Linked DNA regions of Pan troglodytes: region 1 is linked to region 2. A link is a contact called in public Hi-C data. All regions are on one chromosome and are shown on one strand. Each heading gives the region's core, a stretch centred on a gene start, on an enhancer-like site or on the middle of the called end of the contact. The rest is flanking DNA. Distances are from core to core; before and after follow the strand shown.

Region 1 (3,728 bases), core at 135-2,634, 150 kb before region 2:
TCAAGGGTTCCCTCCAAAGCAACGTAGTATCTCTGAAACCCTGAAAGTGTGAGGTTAAACCCTGCCCTGATCAAAATGTTCACAAAACAGCCACTAGTTGGCAGGAATGTGCCAATGAATGGATGAGCCAGACTCCCAACTAGCAGCTTCTGTTCTCTCATTCCTTGAGCTGTGGTGGGGTGTGATCACCTAGTGGATAACAGGAGTAGGTGGGAGGGCAGTCTCTTCGGAGGAAACTTCAGAGGCCCAGAGGAGAAGGAGAACGTGATCAGAGAACAGAGTGGATGGATGGATGGAGGATAGGGTTGGGGTTGAGTGGGGGCAGTGGTGAGGGAGAGAGCTTGATCATGAATGACTTGAATTTTCAGGTTAAGAAACACAGACATTATCCTGAGAGAAATGAGGAACCCAGGAAGGTTTTTAAGTAGGAGAGAGACATAACTAGATTTGAATTTTAGGAAGATCATCGATTGCAGTGTGGAGAATGAGGAGGAAGCAGGAAGCACAGAGATCAGTGAGAAGGCAGTTGCAGTGATCCTGGGAGAGGTGATGAGTGGCCAGCAGTAGGCCCAGCAATTGCAATGGACAGACGGACCAGAATTGTAGGAGACTTATGAAATAAAAATCACAGAATGAAAAAGGGGTCATTAAAAATGTAGTTGACAGAAGAGAATATCCTTTCCCTATTATTAAATACAGCCTGAATTGTCAGATCGTCTACCTAAAATTGCACTGTAAGAACTCAGATTTCAGAACTTCTTGGCTTCTAAATTCTACTTCATTCATTCAATAATCCTGACCAGAGTCTGTGGTGGGAAGGGGGGACCAAGGAATGGCTCAGTCCTGTTCCTGCGGCAGCTGCCCTCCCCCACACCCCCGCCCTCGTCCCCGCCCCCGCCCCCAATGGGGTGGAAAGACACTCAATTCCGGTACAGAGTGGAGAGCGCTTTGATGGAGGAAATACAAGCCGATGTAGTGTTCCCGGGAAAACCTGATCCAGAAGGCTTCCAGGGAGAGGAGATTTTGCGCCTAAGATTTCAAATGAAAGATCTCGTAACACCGTCAGTGAAACAACTAAGCACTGCTGGGAAAAGATGGTGGCCTGCAGAACAGTCCCGTTATCTATCTACCCCTTTTCGTCAGAAACCGTAGACGTCACCTTACGCGGGATAGGAACCTGGGTGAGCTACGTCCCCAGGGATGCCCAGCGATACACAAATCACCGTCACCCCCTCCAGTGTAAACCGCATCGCCTGGCAAGCAGGCGCCCAGGTCGTCCCCAAGGGCCAGCGCCTGGAACCGCCAGGGTGTGATTGGTGGAGTCTTGGAGCCCGCCCCTCGTCGGGCCCAACAATGCGCCTCTGATTGGTGGAGACGCCACCTGGCCCCGCCCATCCCCAATCGTGTCAGTGCGCCGCCGGTGGCCGGGCTTAGGGGACCGCTGTGAGGTCTGGAGAGGATGCGCCATCGACCCTGGCAGTAGGCGGCTGAACCTTGGCCCCAAATCTTCTACCCGGGGTGGATTGCGGCCCCTAGAGGAAGGGCGTCAGGGGACCGACCGGCAGCTGTGCCGTAGCGGCACTCTGGTCCACGCTGAGGGCGGGCCCGGTTCCCTGCGCCTGCGCTGACATATTGCAGTTTGGGAAATGGCGGTGCTCGGGGACGTCGATACTGACCCAGGGCGGGAGGCAGCTGCGAGTGGATTGTCGGGCCTTTTCAGACCGGGGTCTGAACCTCTGGGCCGGGGCGGGGCTGGGGTGCTGCCTGGCTCTGCCAACGTTCTGGGCCCTCGAGTGTGAATGAGCTCCGCCCGCCATCCGCCTTGTAGTCCTCGCGTCCGGCCACCGGCGCGGGGCTCCCACCCATCCCCACCCCAACCACCCCACCCACCCCACCCCACCCCACCCCGTCTGTTTCCTTTCTGGTCCAGTGGGGACAGCCCTGAGTGAGCAGCGTCGTAGGAGTAAGATACCTGGGCCCCCGGCCTCTCCTTCTTGCCCTGCCCCCGCACCCCCTCCCGCACGGGGACCCGGATAACTCCTTTCAACAGAAGTCTTTTGGGAGCACACGATAAGGCTTCCTTTCATCTGGCCTCAGCCCTTCACCAGTTAACCGCCCTGTCCCCAGGCTCAGGCAGGGCATATTCTTCGCAACCTGCTCTTCTTTGCTGAGATGCAGATGGATGTCCTCATAGATTCTTTATACCTAATGGTAATACATATAGGTATTTCCATTTGCTAAGTACCAGTTTTCCTTTCTCACACCCTTCTTACAACCCCTCTTCATGTCAGGGAGAAAAAAGCCTGCCTGTAGTTACAAAAACAAACTTCTCCCAGATTTTGTCAGCTGAGCCTCTAGAGACAAATGTCTTTGGTGTTTTATTTCCTCCAGTATTTTCTGAGTGCCTGCTGTGCATCAAGCACTGTACTGAATAGTGCTGAGGACCCACAGGAACCAAATCGGCATCTTCTCATGAAATTCAGACTAGTGGCAGAAAACTGGACTTGTGATGAAGGAGCAGATGAAGTGCTCTGGAAATTCAGGGGTGAAGGAGGAGGATGAGCTGTCTTTAGAGATGAAGCAGTAGTATACAGAGGAACCAGAGGGGGCAATTCCAAATGAAATGAACACAGGGCAGCTTGACAGCTCATTGGGCCCATACAAAGAACGTGGTTCATTTTGTGTGTGGGGGGAGGGGTGCAGGAGGTGGGTGGAGTTAATGGAGTAGGGGTTGTATAGTACCATTGTTAAAAGCAGGGGTTTTAGCTTATTCACTGTGCGACTTCAGGCACATAACCTCTTTGAGCCTGTCAAATAAAGGTACAGTATTTACTTCACATTCAAAATAATGCATTTCAAGCCTGAGCATCACGGCTGGCACAAAACTAGTGTTTTTTTGAACACCAACTATCAAATATGTGATAGAAATGCCTTGAATGTCAAGATAAAGAATGTATATATTCTCTGGGTAACAGGGATCAAACAGATTTTTGAGCAATAGAGGACACTGATGAGAGGTACGTGTAAGGGACTGGATCCTGAGTCAAAGTCTAAGCCGTTGCAGTGGTTGCAACCCCACTTACTTCTGTCTCACTCCCATCCAAACCTCCTACCCTCAATCCACAAGCATTTCAAAACCATGTTTCTAAAAACCAGCCATTTATATCTGTTTAGGTAAGTAACAGGAGTGAGGTGGTGTATTTACAAGTTGGCTTGTCCAGATATACTATAACTTAGTGTCTGTATTTAATATTGACAACCAAAAATATATATAAATATCTTGCATCTATACACAACAGGGCAGGAGTCTCCATGTCTTCTTGAGCAGTGAGTTTGCAGGCTCCCACAGGCCCTCTTCTCATGGTGATAGTGTGGCCCTCAGTGCAAAGGAGACTAGAACCCGGCAGCCCAGACTGGCCCCTCCCCTCTCCTCCCTGCACTCCAGTGCTCCCAACTGGTCTCAGGTAAGGAAAGATTAATTTGAGTGGTTGGGTAGGAAGAGATGGGAAGGGGCAAATCCTAATGGAGCCTGACCCCTAGAGTGGGGAGATCCAGGCCAGCAGAAGGGGTGGCCATAGCCACCTCCTGGGATAGAAGCTTTGTAGTTCATAGTTCGATTAGTGTGTCCTTAGGACATAGGTCCAGCCCTACAGATTAGCTGGGTGAAGAAGGCAAGTGTCTGGACAGGGCTTAGTCTCCACCCTCAGGCATGGAGCCATTCAGGGTGA
Region 2 (3,489 bases), core at 916-3,415:
AGGCTGAGTTTCCATTACAAACTCAGTACTGGATCACTACAACGCCATCCAGAAACTCCCGTAAAGAACCGAACATCCAAATGCGATCACCCAGAGAGGGTCCCAGCACCCAAACCCTGAACACTAAGAGGAGATCCCAACACCCTAACCGGGTCCATTTGGATCTGCTTCCAACCCAGACCCAGAACATCCCGATTGGATGCCTACAATTGACTCATATCTGGAGCCCACACCGGGAATGGACTCACCCAGGCCTCCCTCCTCCCCACCCAGCCTCGGTGAGGCTCATCCTGAGAGGTCTTCCAAGTTCGAAGACTTTTTCTGCCGATATGTGTGACCATCGATCGGGATGACTGCGACTGGGGAAGGGAGCAGGAGGCCAGGCCTGTTCCCTTTGGGGGAAAGGGGAGGGGATCCAGTTTGCAGGGCTAGGGTGGGAGCGGGCAGGCGGGGTGTGCGCCCCGGCCGCTTCCACTCGGCGCGGGAGCTGGGACGGAAGCTGTGCGCCCTCGGAGCCCCTGCAGTCCCCTCACTGGGCGCTCCCAAACAGCCCCCGGGGCGCTGGGCGCGGGGCCAGGAAATCCGGCGCCGGCCCTTGAAGCGCACCCGGGCCGGGAGGGGGCGGCGGGGGCGGCGGGGGCGGGCTGGGCGCTGGCACCACGACCGCCCGCTGAGCAACGTGACTGCGCGGGCTCGGGTCCCCACCAGGACAAGGCGGCCTCTGTGCCGACCCAGCTGATTCCTCTCGGGCTGCAAATCCCTTCCGGCTGACAGCCCTGCCGGCTGGGGCCAGGCAAGGGAACGGGAAGCGGGGTTGGGGGCGAGGTGGGCGCTAAGGATTGGAGCCCATTGGCGGGAGGCCCCCCGGAAGGCCGTATGCTCCGTACATCCAGGGTAGCAAAGGCTACCGTTCCCGGACAGAGAAGCTGAGGCTAGGAGAGGTCCAATTACTAGCCCAAGTCGCACAACTTGTTTCTTGGTTAAAGCCAGAGTTCTAAATGACGCCCCATGATACTCTGTATTTGTTGTTTAGAGTTAGGTGGCGTTATTAGTCTCAGTTTATAAATGAAGGAATGTGAGGCTCAGAGTTGAAGCCGCCAGCCCAACGTCCTAAGACAAGAAGGGAGTGAGGCTGGGACTGGAGCCCAGGACTGCCTGCTCCAAACATGGGGGCCAGGCAGTCCCAGCAGACCCCTGACCCCAGGTAATCACTGACATCCAGCCGGAGGCTCTGCCATGGGCCCGTCACAGGGTCCCCCTGCTCATGGCCTTCTGTCTGGTTGGTTCAGTGTGGTGGACCCGGGGAATGAGTTCCGTTAATCTCCTGAAGGACAGATGTGGGGCTGAAGGAGAGAGATGGGGTGAGGGTGGAGGCGCCAGGTGGCTGGAGAGGGGACTGGAGGGCAATGCATCTGGGAAATGACTTTCCAGAGGTCCCTCTGCCCTCCCCCTGCAGCTGGGGACGGAGCTGGAACCCCAGAGGCCATGAGGGTGGGCTGGGGAACCATCCAGGATCCAGCCTCACCCTGGCCTCCCAGGAACAGGATGGGGATTGTCCCGTGAATTCTATGGAATTAAAAAATGGCACCTTCTCAGAGGGAAGGGAGCTCGGCTGGTTCCCGGGACTGTCTGGCTTCTGTCCTGACTCCTACAACTGCGGCGGCTTGGGACTTTTTTCCATTCCTTGACCAAGATTTGACCTAGACAGGCAGTGCGGGGGCTCAGGGGAGGAGGGAGGATGGCAGGGGCATGGGGGCGACTGCTGAGTGGACACGTGACCTCCCGCTATGCATGTGCCTGTGTGTCTGCACAGAATGAATATCTCTGTGATGTTCTTATGCACATGTGCCTCTGAGAATGGATCGTGGTGGCTCTGGCGGGGTGGGCGTATTGTATCTGTGGGTGCTGTTTGTGCCTGGGCACCTTGACCCTGCCAGGATCTGCGTTATCTCTCCGGGTCTGTGTGTTTGTGGCTGAACCTGTATCTATGAGTCTTTGTGTGTGTCTGGGTTTCCGCCCCCAACAGAGCCTGAATGCCATTTTGCTGCCTGAATGTGCAGAGGAATGTAGGGGGCCAAGGGAGAGGGGAGCACATGTCCTGGGCTGTGGGCCTGCTGGTTATGGAAAACTACTGAGGCCTCCTGGAGCTGGGCAGGCCAGGCCCGGCCCAGAGCCAGGCTCTGCAGCTTTTGCCCTTCCAGGCTCCTCCCACCCCTTCTCTGCAGGGCTGGGGACCTGCTGAGATGGGTTCTTGGTGGAGCAGAGAGCATGGCCTCCCTCCCACCACTCCCCAGATGGTTTGCCAGGCCTGGGGGAAAAGTAAGAGGGCGAGATTAGTTTCCTCTGAAGTCCTCCCAGCCCCAACATTCTCTCCATTCTGTGAATGTTAAAGGGATTTTAAAAAGGCAACTTCACCTCTATTTTGGGGGATGGTGAAAGCAGTAGGGTCTCAGACTGTTAGAGCAAGAAGGCTCCTAAAGATTATCTAGTCCCACCCCCTCCGTCTTACAGATGAGGGCACAGGCCCAGAGTAAGGGATCTGGATCCCCCAATCACCTTCTGGAAGGGCAAGGACCATGTTATCAGGTCCGCTGTCTCCCCATCACCACAGGCCTGTCCTCCATCATGCTGCATGACCTACCCTGGGTAGAGGAAGAGGAATTTGAGAAGGCCTTGGAGGGAGCATTTTGACATATGGAGGTGGGGTTGAGACTCTGGGTGGCAAGAAGACATGGGTTAAGGTGTGGAAGTGGGCAGCTGAGGAGTGCGGTCAGAATGGAGAGTGGGACAATTGGACACACTGGGTCCTAGGACTGAAACGGCGTGTCTGAGCTATACATGAGGGTCCCCGCAGACCAGGTGGAAGCATGTGGACTTTATCCTGTAGGTGATTCTGGTAAGAGGTAAAATTGCCATGTAGCTGAGTAGTTTAGGGCACATGATCTGCAGTCGAATCAGATTATCTTGTATTCCAATCCCAGCTCTAAGACTTTGGTAACTGTATAACCACACATCCCTGAGCAGGTTAAACTCTCCATACCTCACTTTTCTTATCATTGGAATGGAGGTAATAGGCCATGCATGGTGGCTTGCATCTATAATCCCAGCACTTTGGGAGGCCGAGACAGGACAAAAGCTTGAGTCCAGGAGTTTGAGACCAGCCTGGACAATGTAGTGAGGCCTTATCTCTATTAACAAAAAAAAAAAAAAAAAGAAATGGAGATAATGATAGTATTTCCCTTCCATGGTTGTCTTGAGGAATAAAGGAGAATACAGGCAAAGCCCTCAATGCCTGACACTGGTCAGTGCTCAGTAATAGCTGTGATGCTCCTGGTGGTGAGGCCTGTATTTAAGGCTAGCCCGGAGGGACAGAGAGAGGACAGGGACACCAGTGGGGAGTCCACGAGAATCATGTGGATGAGATGCCATGCTGAGGTCCATGATGCTGTCCCCTGGGTTAACTGGCTGGAGTCCTCAGCAGGGCTGCAG

What was found. A called contact is a pair of places that touch in the nucleus more often than the background predicts.
Region 1: a Hi-C map of stem cell-derived neural progenitor cells shows a contact between it and region 2, with 6 times the contacts expected there. The contact joins two enhancer-like sites. A contact is called at or near these places in 4 of 7 Hi-C or Micro-C datasets (blood, induced pluripotent stem cells and stem cell-derived neural progenitor cells) and 1 of 1 datasets of contacts at active chromatin or transcription factors (stem cell-derived excitatory neurons).

Annotation. Positions count from the first base shown.
Region 1 is chr1:188,043,932-188,047,659 of NHGRI_mPanTro3-v2.0_pri, reverse strand. It overlaps SLC2A1 (solute carrier family 2 member 1), which reads right to left. Exons shown (of 10, transcript XM_016960567.4): 10 at 3,143-3,728. Among named protein-coding and RNA genes, the nearest start is that of SLC2A1, 34 kb to the right of the region's middle. Within about 2 kb of position 1,384, at least 22 of the 24 cell types and tissues checked have an H3K27ac peak or open chromatin away from gene starts, as enhancers often do. A contact at or near this core is called in induced pluripotent stem cells and stem cell-derived neural progenitor cells, where this site is marked.
Region 2 is chr1:187,899,292-187,902,780 of NHGRI_mPanTro3-v2.0_pri, reverse strand. No RefSeq gene overlaps it. Among named protein-coding and RNA genes, the nearest start is that of CFAP144, 78 kb to the right of the region's middle. Within about 2 kb of position 2,165, at least 9 of the 24 cell types and tissues checked have an H3K27ac peak or open chromatin away from gene starts, as enhancers often do. A contact at or near this core is called in induced pluripotent stem cells and stem cell-derived neural progenitor cells, where this site is marked.